Linked DNA regions of Danio rerio: regions 2 and 3 are each linked to region 1. Evidence: chromatin contacts called from public Hi-C data. All regions are on one chromosome and are shown on one strand. Each heading gives the region's core, a stretch centred on a gene start, on an enhancer-like site or on the middle of the called end of the contact. The rest is flanking DNA. Distances are from core to core; before and after follow the strand shown. Region 1 holds the start of celf5a (cugbp, Elav-like family member 5a). Region 2 holds the start of hsd11b1la (hydroxysteroid (11-beta) dehydrogenase 1-like a). Region 3 overlaps celf5a (cugbp, Elav-like family member 5a).

What was found. A called contact is a pair of places that touch in the nucleus more often than the background predicts.
Region 2: a contact with region 1 is called in a Hi-C map of embryo, with 2.2 times the contacts expected there. The contact joins the promoter of hsd11b1la here to the promoter of celf5a in region 1. A contact is called at or near these places in 4 of 18 Hi-C or Micro-C datasets (caudal fin, embryo and hematopoietic stem cells) and 1 of 4 datasets of contacts at active chromatin or transcription factors (embryo).
Region 3: a Hi-C map of an unstated tissue shows a contact between it and region 1, with 3 times the contacts expected there. The contact joins the enhancer-like site here to the promoter of celf5a in region 1. A contact is called at or near these places in 2 of 18 Hi-C or Micro-C datasets (caudal fin and an unstated tissue).

The regions. Positions count from the first base shown.
Region 1 is chr22:19,874,768-19,878,844 of GRCz12tu, forward strand. celf5a (cugbp, Elav-like family member 5a) reads right to left here and starts at 2,140. Exons shown (of 12, transcript NM_001431119.1): 1 at 1,691-2,140. The coding sequence starts at 2,048. LOC141380314 (a long non-coding RNA gene) reads left to right here and starts at 2,241. Exons shown (of 3, transcript XR_012398141.1): 1 at 2,241-2,521.
Region 2 is chr22:19,399,853-19,403,929 of GRCz12tu, forward strand. It overlaps hsd11b1la (hydroxysteroid (11-beta) dehydrogenase 1-like a), which reads left to right and starts at 2,011. Exons shown (of 6, transcript NM_200323.2): 1 at 2,011-2,165; 2 at 4,043-4,077. The coding sequence starts at 2,081. It overlaps micos13 (mitochondrial contact site and cristae organizing system subunit 13), which reads right to left and starts at 1,425. Exons shown (of 4, transcript NM_001044873.1): 1 at 1,250-1,425. The coding sequence starts at 1,278.
Region 3 is chr22:19,505,087-19,509,163 of GRCz12tu, forward strand. It overlaps celf5a (cugbp, Elav-like family member 5a), which reads right to left. Exons shown (of 12, transcript NM_001431119.1): 12 at 1-3,880. Among named protein-coding and RNA genes, the nearest start is that of rgmd, 21 kb to the left of the region's middle. Within about 2 kb of position 2,170, at least 4 of the 62 cell types and tissues checked have an H3K27ac peak or open chromatin away from gene starts, as enhancers often do.

The sequences.
Region 1 (4,077 bases), core at 890-3,389:
TTACCATAGAAATATAGGCTATATGTCATATATGGCAAATTATATACATAATTTTTAATAAATTTTTAAATGTGTGTTGCATGTACATGACATATTTCATTCCTCCGCGTACCACTAGAAGGAAGCCTGCGTACCACTAGTGGTACACGTACCACAGTTTGAGAACCACTGCTTTAGAGAATCCAAAAAAGTCCACATATTAATAAATGTTATGTTAGCTGTTTTAACATTAAGTAATGATTGATTTGCCTCTTGTTAGTTATGAAATAGCTTGAAATCAAGCAGGAAATGTTTGTGACCACATTTGACATGGTCTAAACGTGTTAAATTTACAAACAATATAATAATCAACATGCTACTGGATGCCATTTGATCATGGATTGACTTGTGAATACCATTTCAGTTCAGAATTGGCACACTCAACAGTTGACTTGATGTAGGCTAAGTAGCCATAAATTCCCCTCTAAAACAGCACATTTTGTCTTGCAAATCCTCTCTGCTTAAGCATTTGTCACAGAGAGCTAAAATTAAGAATAAATTAACATTTCATCCCGTTTTCTCGACCCAAACCATCCAACTTGGCCAAATGAAAACCCACAACTCTCGGCCACGAAATCAATGTATAAATTCTCATTACTCTGACATGTTAAACACAGTTAAACCCCATACGAAGCAGTGCTTCTCACGGGGTAAATAACGTGGATGAACGCTTGAGCAAATAGTGCCTTATTAGCATAATTATAAACACGGCACTGATACGAGGGCTAATAGTAACTGACACTAACGAAGACAAATGTGGATATTCTCCTTCCGACACATATCGCTTGAGGATAGCAAATGATAAGAACAAGATTATACCAAAAAAGAGGGTTTCATTTTAGTGTTATTCTTCTTGTTTTAGCGGGGTGTATGACGTAGCCTACTCCATGTCAGTTGTCAAATAGAGCGTCATGCCACAATATAGAACTCGCTGTAGTTCGTTATGACGCACAAAAGAACGTGTTCCAAGTGCAAATATAATCAAAAGCAAGCAGCTTCACGTACATATAACTGTTAGTGTATTATTTACATTTCATAATGCTCACCTGTCTGGATCGTTATAATAGCTACCAGTTAATTTATTTATTTTTTGTTATTGGAAAGCCTAGAACGCCTGTTCTATCGTCAGAACTGTGCACAAGGAGGCAGTGGGAATATTTCCCTATTAAAAAGAATGGAAGATGGAGATGACTCTGTAAATATAAATTATTTTCTAAGGCTTTGCCCCAGTTCCAAAGCATCCAATATTAAACTGCCATAAAGAATGGCGCTTTATTTGAGAATAAATATGAATATTCATGCAAACACCCAAAGCTAAGCTGAGAAGTTATCTGTAAACGATGTAGATTAAGTGTAAAATAGTACCTAAAGCGGCCTAATATTAGAAAGCTTTGTATATTTATATTAGTGTTGGATGTTGACATGACAGTGGACCACAAAATGAATACATGATTCATAATAAATATTAGAATATTGCATGCGTCACTAATGAATTGGGTACATTTTGTGCAGAAGGCAAAATAATATTTGTAAAAATTAAACATTCACCAGGTCTAATTATTATTATTGTGTCATTCCAAAAACAAACAATAATATATGGTGGTGTTTACAAGCTCAAATCACACTCTCATTAAGGGAATCACGCGTTTACCTTTGTGCATGCCGGTGTATCGGTCCTTTAATACTGTCAATTCGTGGATTTTCCCAAACTGTTCGAATAATGGTTTCAGGTCTTTTTCCTCAAGGTTCCGCGGTATTTGCCCGATAAAGAGTTTTATGGCATCTTGGTCTTTCATGGTGCCGTTCTCCGGATGAATGGAGATGGATTCTGACCCGTTCATGGGTTTAGGAAATGGGATCTGAGCGTACTGGTGCTGGTGCGGGATTAGGAGGAGTGGATGTTGGGTCGGTGCTGCCCCGGGTCCAGTGAAAAGCAGGCTGGAGTAAGCGGGATGGGGCGGCTGTGGGTGCTGCTCCCTTCTTGTCTCAGTCTGAGTGAATCTGGCCATTCTGAGCTGGGAGCAGACTGGATAATAATAATGACAACACACACACATACACACACATACACACACTAAGAGAGAGCGAGCAGTCAGCTGGAAACACAGACTTACTTTCTCGGCGATACACATACGCACACAGTCAGAGTATATGTTTAGGGGGTGGGGGAGATTTGTAGCCATTTGTTGCTCCAGAGCGACACCCAGCGGCAAACGTGTGCTGTCTGTTAGGCCGTCCGTCGACAGAAAAACACCTTTGTTTTCCTTTGAGTACATTTGTTCCGTTGTAAAACAGAAACACACAAAATGATTAGTCGTTGATTATTCCTCTGGGATGGAGAAAAATACGAGTGTTTTGGGTTGATATATTCTGTCAAGAAAACAAATTCCTCGTATTTGTAAACATACCTGGCAAAGCTCTTTCAGATAAACAGACGCTCAAGTTCACGCGGCAGCATGTTTGTTTAGAGGGCTACATCCGGGTAAGTGTTTTTTGTGTGCTAATTAATTGACATCTGCGTCAATTTGCTTAACTTTAAAACACTAGCTTAGATGTTGTACAGGCACTGTGCAGTTAGCCCTGTAAGAAGGTCGCTGGTTCGAGCCCCGGCTGGGTCAGTTGGCATTTCTGTGTGGAGTTTGCATGTTCTCCCTGTGTTGACGTGTGTTTCCCCTAAACTCCAAAGACATGTGCTATAGATTAATTGGGTAAGCTAAATTGGCCGGATGTGTGATTGGTAGTGTATGTGTTTCAAAGTGATGGGTTGCAGCTTAAGGGCATGCTGCGTACAATTATGCTGGAAAAGTTGGCGGTTCATTCCACTTTGGTGACACTTGATAAAAAAGGGGCTAAGCTGAAAAGAAAATGAGTGAAAGACAAAATGGTTACCATGCAATTATTATTATTATTATTAACAGCTTAGACATTCTGAAAATAGATATAATCTATTAATAATGCTGTTTACCGTTTTTTATAAATGTAGAAATTAATAACTTAATAAAATGATTAATTAAAAGTTTAAAAATAAGAACATAAATCTTATTTATATATATATATATTATTTAAAGCACATCAGTGTAGTCTATGGAAACCCACTTCCACCATAGGATAAATCAATACAATTAAATATTGTATAAATAAATATTCAATGGAAAGCCAACTTTATCATAGGACCAATCAATAAAAATAATCAAGGTAACTGAGACTTTTTGTCTTGCTATTCCTACTTTTTACTCACAATTTCAAATATTTGTAAGATATAAATTCACAATTCAGAGAAGAAAAATGTTGGAATTGCAAGAAAAATCAGAATACTAAATTTACAGCAAATTATATTACTGAGCTATATATATATATATATATATATATATATATATATATATATATATATATATATATATATATATATATATATATATATATATATATAAAAGCAAGCTTATTTCTTACAAATTTGAAGTTTGAAGTTTCTCTTTGAATTCTGCCCTCATTTCTCTCAATTCTGAATTTTCATATAGTAGCTTGCTCTATACTAAACTCACAACTCACAAAAATGTATTAATTAGCTTTTTGATTTTAATTCTGTTGCAGAAACAAATGGCTTTCATATCATTTTTTCACGTTCTTTTGATTTCATACTTTATTATGGTAAAAAGGTAATACTTTTTTTGCATTGTATAAATATCCATGACAGTTTTTCAAATGCGGCGGTTTATGATTGCAAAAAAAAAAAAAAAAAACTGGTGAATGTGTGATTACCATGCTACAGAGGCTTTATTTTTTATTAACAGCTTAGATATTATTAAAACTCTTATTAACTATTTGTTGAGTAATGTTATCTATTATCGTTTTAATTTTGTTCTTAAATGTAGAAATTAAAAACTTACAATTTTTAAAAAATAAATTAGTACATAAAAATATGAACATTAATATTTAATGTATATTTAATGTATATATAAGTCACGTCTGATAAATCAATACAAATAAATATAATATAAATAAATAATAAAATTCAAATGAATATTCTATTAAAACCAA
Region 2 (4,077 bases), core at 761-3,260, 480 kb before region 1:
TGTGGGCATCACGTGCTAAAATGATTATTATTAATAATAACAATAATAATTATATTATTTAAGCCTACAGTAGCTCTGAAACAATCATGGAAACCAGGTGCTGCTCACAGATGTATATCTTTGCTCAGCATCAGGTGTACAGCAGCAATAAGTTTGGCAGTGAACTATAAACATAAATTATTATTAATAATAACATTATTATTATTATTACTGTCAAGGCCTTGCTCGGAAACAATCATGCAAACCAGGTGCTACTCGGAAATGGCTATCTTTGCTCAGCATCAGGTGCACAGCTTGACAGCGTGCACAGCAACAATGTTTGGCAGCGAACTATGACCTTATTTTATTGACAAAAGTCTAATAATACTGCTAATTTACGTTTTTATTTAATTTATGCATACGCAATGAATGTAAGCCTCATAACTGATCAAATGACAGAATATGTAAACTTTGTAATTATATAAATAGTATAGTTATTATTTATATACACACACACACATACATATACATATATATATATATATATATATATATATATATATATATATATATATATAAAATGATTAAAAGTTATTATTAAAATCATGTTTTTTTGTAATCAAAAGAAACACCGAAAAACGGCCGTTTTCTTAACTTTTTTTTTTTTTTTTGGACGCAAGATATCCTAATTCTGCTAGTATGATTTCCCCATTTAAAATTTGCAAAGATAATTATATTATCGAGGAGAATGTCTAAATATAAAACCAACTTTACCTCTATTATTTTGAAGGTTCTGTCTGAAATCATATGCAAGTATGACTCGAAAACAACATTAGCACTATTTATTTGACTGGAAACAACTTTACCTTCATCACAAATACAGCCATTCAAAGTACGTTAAAGCTGAAGGAAAGAGAGCATGTTTACAAGCTTCTCAGGTTATTATGACCCCAAATATATGATGATTACTTAAAATATATATGATTAACTCTAATACAAAACAGGATTTAACATTTTTACTGTCAAAGTTATTGCTGAATTGAGTAATTAGCATGCTAGCTATATTTAAACGACATTATAGGTAAAAATAGCAACTAAAATACGAGGTAATTTAATTTTAATGTAAATACAGATATATATATATAATATAATTATATAAAGTATAATAATGTATAAAGTATAAAAAAAACACTTAAACCCAAACAGACACTTGTGTGCTAACTTAGTTAGCAACCAGCTTCAGATACAAAAACAACACATAAACACTTACTTGACGACAGGGAAAATCTTAGCAGCCATATTTTAAAAGCAAAATTATGCTCTAAAGAACAATATTTCGTATCAAAACACTTCACAGGATGCTTTGTTTTACTATTTTGTCAGCGAGTTTCACCGACAAGGGCATTTGCTCTAGCAAACCGAAATGGTAGCAATAAAGTTCGTTTTGAATCCAGCTGTAGATCTGCACATTCGACAAAACGAACGACGAACATATAAAACGTAATAATTATATGTTTGAGTATTTTTGAACATATGAATATTCTATATATATAAGCATTAAAAGTAGAAGGGTGTTACTTTAAAAGACAATTCGGTTTTATATATTTGGTGAAAGTGCCGCCACGTTTTTCCTGTGGCTCAGATCGATTGACTAATTTTAAAATCACGTTTTTTTAGATTGTATGTGTAATATTAATTAAAAAAGAATCTTTAGCAGAGTCGCCAACGATAATAAAAGTAAGTTTAAAAAAGTAAAAAGTAAGCCTAAGTGAATAATAATTATGTTTTTATCCTTACTTTCGGTTTGTATTTCATAGTCTGTCAGGTCGTTCCGAATTTATAAACCCAACCACAATATTAACGTTATAATGCAAATAAAACAAGAATGACTGATTATTACAACACAATATTAACAGAAGTTACAAAATGCATTAAGTGCTAGCTGCCAAGTTATCTAAAGCCGGATTGTACTTTGGCACTAGCTCCGCCTGTCTGAACTTAGATTTAAAAACCTGTTCTGCCTGTTCTCTTGGTGTCGACTGCTGACTTTACAAAGTTGTGCATTTTGTAAGCTGTGCACAGATTTGCCATATTCCTTCAAATGAAGCTTTATGCCAAATTACTGCTTTGCAGCATATGCGTCGCGTTCATTGCGGTCCGATGGAGTGCTCCATCATTTAATGAGGGTGAGTTTAACAGCCTTTATGTTTATCTACGTGCTGTAAAATGTATTCTATTGTCTGTAAATTGATAAGTGATATGTCTTTACAGCTATTTAGAAAGTAGTCTATGCTACAAAGTGGTGGGAAAGCTTGTGGAAAGATTTGTGGACCCAAAAAACTAATATAGCCTATCTACACTCTCAGAAGGTAGGCCTCCAAAGGCTGTCACTGGGGTGGTACCTTTTCAAAAGGTACAAATTTGTGCTTAAATGTATATATTAATACCTTAAGGGTACACATTACTAAAAAGTACAAAAGTGTTCCTAATATAATATAATCTTTTTAGGTACCAATATGGAGCCTTTAAGTTAGAATCTGTACCTTTTGAAAAGGTACCACCCCAGTGACAGCATGCATACCTTTATTTCTGAGAGTGTAATAAATGTATTTATCTACGTGTTAACATTACGTGTTCACATTATTTCTTAAAGTACTTTTTTTCTCTTAAAATTATTTTAATTCGATCCTCAAACCCCAGGCGACAGGTCTATAAAACAGCAAGCATTTAAAATGTTATAAATCTGCAATACTGTTGGAGTTTGACATCAACATCCACAGAAAACATAGAATTAGGCATAACTTTGGATAAAATATCACGGTTTTGTGGTATTGTAATTGCTGCTCTAAAATAAAATATATTCTTTTTAAATGTTGGGGTTAAAAACAAAAACTTATTTCCCATTTGAACACGATATATTTTATTTTGAGGAACATTTAAAATATTTCGGAGCAGTAGCCGAAACTGTCAGGCTGAATAATTCAAATTAATCATTGACTTCTGCTGTCTTTATTTGTTTTAAAAACACAGATTTCTTTACAATTTAAAACTGCGTCTTTGAATATCTTTTCTGCTGGACATTCTGTAGTCCTAAAAAAAAAAAAAAAAAAAACATAAAAAAACATAAATAAAAAAATAATACACATATCTTTGGAATGGTACAGCAAAAAATGTTTACGGTTTTAAAACCTTGACTTTTCCGAACCGCGGTATACCTTAAAAATGGTTATAGTCCCATAACTACATACAATAAAATTTTTTGTTAGCAAATAAGATAAGATGAATAAGTTTTTCATATTTAAAAAACATATCTGCAGTTGTTATTTATTTGTGTGACTCAATCAGCTAGTTTGTGTAAAGAAGCATAGCATAGAATTTGTCAATGTGAAGAAATGAATATTTTATTGCCACTACAGATTAAATTTTTTGCCATCTTATCACTACGTGCAAGTGAGCAGTCAAGTATGTTAAATAAAGAAACATGACCTGCCCCTAGGGAACTGGCCTATTCATAAAACGTTTAAAATAGAGCTTAATATTGCACTTTATTTCCTGTTAGGGTCATGAAAAATGGATTTTATTCGTTTGGCAACTCGTGATAGATTTGTACAAATCTGTGATATCTTAATTTAATAGCTATCAACATGAACTTCCATGCCTTTTCAGAAAAAAAGTTCTGAAACCACCAAGTATCGGCTCACAGATGTATAAATAGTCAATGTATTTATTAAAATATTAAATCAGCCGTCTGCTATGACACTTATGCAATTCTTACGTAACAAGTAACAGAGTATCTCTGCCCCACAGGTTAGCAGTTATGCCTTTAAAATAATGAATTGCCAGAGAACGTTTGTCAGAATACAAAGAGGCTTTTGAAAAAAGTTTAAAGTAACTTTCCACACAATAAACGTGACCAATTGGAAAAGACCATCCCTAAACACCAATATTGTGATAAAAGAAAGCTGGAATTATCTTTTGCCCTTTAAAGCAGTGAACATTGAACACAGTCTTTGCATTGTTTATGTAACGACTGTCATACAGTGAAATATGTTTTTTTTTTTAGAGTCACTAAAAGGTGCCCGGGTGCTGGTGACTGGT
Region 3 (4,077 bases), core at 920-3,419, 370 kb before region 1:
CTACGTACCTATGCACTTGCACACTCAACAGCATGGTATATGAATGTAATGCCATCCCAATTGGATCACTAACAGTTTTTTTACTAAGCGGAAAGTCAAACTGTTTCCATGATTACGTTTGACAGTTGCTAAATTAGTGAAATAAATGACCAAACTACCAAATAGTACACTGAAAGAATAACTCTTAAGGTTTACTTAACAGTTTGCACAATTAAATTTCAAGTAAATTTTACAATCTTCAATCAGGTACAATTTCCTTGTCAATATCATGTAAAATTTAGGTTAAACATTAGGTAACTTAGGAGTGTTAGGTTAAACATTAGGTAAAAGATAATTGATTAGCTTTACTTTAGAGTCTTTATTTATTTAAATGAACCAAGTAATGTCATTTTCTTGTTTTAGCAGAAGGAACATTGCTTTTATCAGTTAAATAAATCGTATGTTACAAATTAGCACATTTGGCACAACTTGGTTTAATTAAGACACACATTTCCACTTGAAATGTGTTATTTCACTTTATTTAAAGCTAATTTATTTAGCAAGAGCAAATTTACTTTATAAATGTTTACTGATTTACTTGTGTTAGCACAGCTATGATTTTTTAAATGAAGCGTCAACATAAATGCTGATAATAAAAAGGCCAAGACTTAAACCATGAGTGCTGCTCTTCTGCAAGGTGGTAACCTTAAAACTAAGTCATACTCAAAACTCTTCTTAATCTACAAACTAATGATGATCAAACTAACAATTCTTTCTCTCAAATGTAAACATCTGAGATTGCTTTTATTTTTTTAAATACATTTCTTTGAATTCAATCCCATGCAAAGCATGCTGGAAACTTCACTCCATTGGAACATATCCGTAATTAAAACTTACTTAATATTACTAGGTTTGCGACAATTAGAAAATATTCAAATATTACAAGTAAATGAATATTAATGTTCAACTCTTTCCACTCATTTTATTTATTAAATGAAGTAAATGTGTTAATATTAAATATGTACTTAAGTTATCCTTGATACTCAATATTACAATTTAAAAATTATGAGAGTCAATTTATTAGATTTGGCTACACAAGAAAGTCATTTCTTTCAGTCTACCTGCCATGAGTATAACCGCATGCACCATTGGGAGGCGCTATAATCACTCTCGTAGGAGAATTTTGCATTCAAAATCTAAAATAAATAAAGTAATCCAACATCAGCGCCTGAAAGTTCCGCCCCTTCCACTAGGTGTGCAAAGCAGCGGCTGTTGAGTGGTTAAAGTGTCCAACATTTCACACTTCTCTTTAACAGTTTAACAGCGGTTAAGTGCATTATCCAGGAATTTAAAGTTCACTTCTTTTTAGAGTTTTCATTGTGAACGCACTACTTACCCCATTTACACTACAAAAGGCCGAAATAGAATAGTACATAACTAATCATCAGATATGGCAGCTAGCATTAGCCTTAGAGCAAACACACAAAATATGGGCCATATTACAGCTTTGAAACGCCAAATATTTAAGAGGAATTTACTGTACAACAAAAAAAATATTTTGGTCTTTTTTTAACATTCATGCGCTAGTTTTGTCAGCTAGCATTATCCTCAGATATGACATGCAAACTAAACATCACAACTGTTTTTAATAAGACTGAAAAAGAATGTGTATGTCCAATCTCACAAGGAAACATAACAATTTTATGAATTGTCAGTAAAGTGCCTAATTTTTACAATTTATAGAATTACAAACCCCTACACCTCACACCTAACCCTAACCCTCATTGGGGGATGAGCAAATCACACTAAAATGTACGTGAGATTGTGCAAAATATATGAATTAGCCACATAATCAAAAGGTTACAATTGGCCTTTGTTTTCGTCAGTTAACATTAGCCTCAAAGCTAACAAATAAGCTAATTGTCAAAACCACATTTTTGAAATAACCACTAGCATGATTGGACAAAAAAAAATTGTAGCCAGTATTGTTCTTTAGCCTCATTGCAAACACAAATGTAACACTGCAAAATGTTCATTTCAATTTCACAGGGTCTTTAAGATTCTTGTCAAGTGCTTCAGAGTTGTGTATATTTGCGTCTTGTCTGAAAGCAACGTAACAGCTGCGGTTAAGTACACCATAATGTCAGACTGGGTGGCTCTTTTATTGATGGATCAGTTTGCTCCCACTGTAACCCCCCATGGCTGCTATTTGCAAGCTGTTGGTGAGCTCTTTACAGGCTGCTCATTAGACCTTTGCAGACAGTTAGCGTCAAGCTAATCCATACCCAGCCTGAGAAGCGTATTCTTAGAAATATGGGTTATTTGTGGATTGGGTGAGTCATCCCATCTATATCTTAAACTCATTTATGAGCAAAATGAACTCTGAAAACATCCGTGTTGATTGATTGTGCAAGTTTTCCGAAGCTAAATTCACTTATTATTTTGATGCTCCAAAAATGGTCCCTGTAAAATTCTGATGTGCTTGTAAGCGTTAAGAACAAGTCCTTTCTGGAGGTTTGTTGTAAGCCTCTGCTTGGACGTTTTGTGGGTTGTGTTTAGGTTTAAGGCTTGGTTTATATACCAATGTGCTTTATCGGTTGATATTCAGCATTTGGCACTGACTGTCTGATGAGAAAGATAAAATGGAATAAAATGGATGATATGAAAGATCTGCTGGTCCCTCGTAAAGGTAAATTTGGGCGGTACTCAACAAAACATGATCGTAGATCAACGCAAAAAAAACATTTTCCATCATTGCCAAACTGTATAGTACAGCTGTTAATATTGCGGATAGTTGAAGCCACAGGTACTTATTCTGCTTGATAAGTAAAGCTTTCATCGGATAAATATGTTTAAGTGTTCAAACTTCATTTCGCACATGCATAAATAGTTATACTCAGCATTTGTTCTCTGGAATGTGGGACAGTTTAGCAAAAAAATAAATAAATAAATGACAATGGTTAATGGTCCGTTCCCTCACTTTTTTTTTTTCTCTTCATGAATGAAAATGTCTGAACATGCTCCTAACAATCTCCAATCCACATATTCTACTCCACTAAAATAGTATAGCTTTTAAAATACTTTTTTTTCTTAGTTTTTTTTCTATTTTTAAATATTCTGAAACCCAGTAGCTATAAATGTAAAAGGAAAAGAAATCAAAGTCCCTTTCCTCTTCCGACCTGAAGCAAAAATGTATGCTTTTTTTTTTTTTTTTCTCTTTAAAAGTATGTCGTTAGTAGTAGTTTGTAGTTTTAGTATTGTTATTAATACCATATATTTCTGTTGAGGAATAAAAATGTTTGGTCCTTTGGTCCCTTTGGGGTGAAAGATTTATCAGTTTCACTGAGGGCATGGAAACCTCTGTGACCACAGAATGTCCTGCGTTTGCTGAAAGATGGTGACAGAAGTAAAGAGGGAAAGAGAAAGAAAGTCCACTAGCGGGACAAGAAGAGCTTCTTTTTTTCCACTGCATTTTTCCTTGGTCTTCAAGTTTAACCCTCATTTGTCCAGTGTAATAAAAGCCATAAGCGCCTCTTCCTTTAAATAGCATATGTGTGTATAATATGTATATAGAAATTGAAGTTGTTCTCGCTCGTGTTTTTTTCTTTTTTCTTTTTTCTTTTTTTTTTAGTTTGTTGCTTGACTGACGGTTCGAAGCTCAGCGAGAGACAGGACGTGTCGAGTTCTCTGTCTTTAGAGAGATCTTTCCTCTTGTCTTTCGTGCCGTGCTGTGCCGAGTGTGGTTTTGTCCACTGGTGTCGGTTCACCCGCAACCCTCCACTGTACTGAACATCTTCGGAAAATAAATACTGATATGTCTTCAAAAAAATCCATTCTTGTTTGTTTTGAAAGAAAAAGTTAAATTCCTTTTGAATTCAAATCCTGCGAATCTCTTCAAATCCTGTGAAACAAAATTCCATTAGAGATAAAGTCAGTTATACAATTATACTCAAGAACTAGTATTAAAATGAAACAAAAACAAAAAATACAAGAATTAACAATAATAATGAATAATAATATAATGTATAATGATATAAAAGGTACTTTAAGATATAGAAAAGAAGTTATAAACAAATATACGCATATATATATATATAT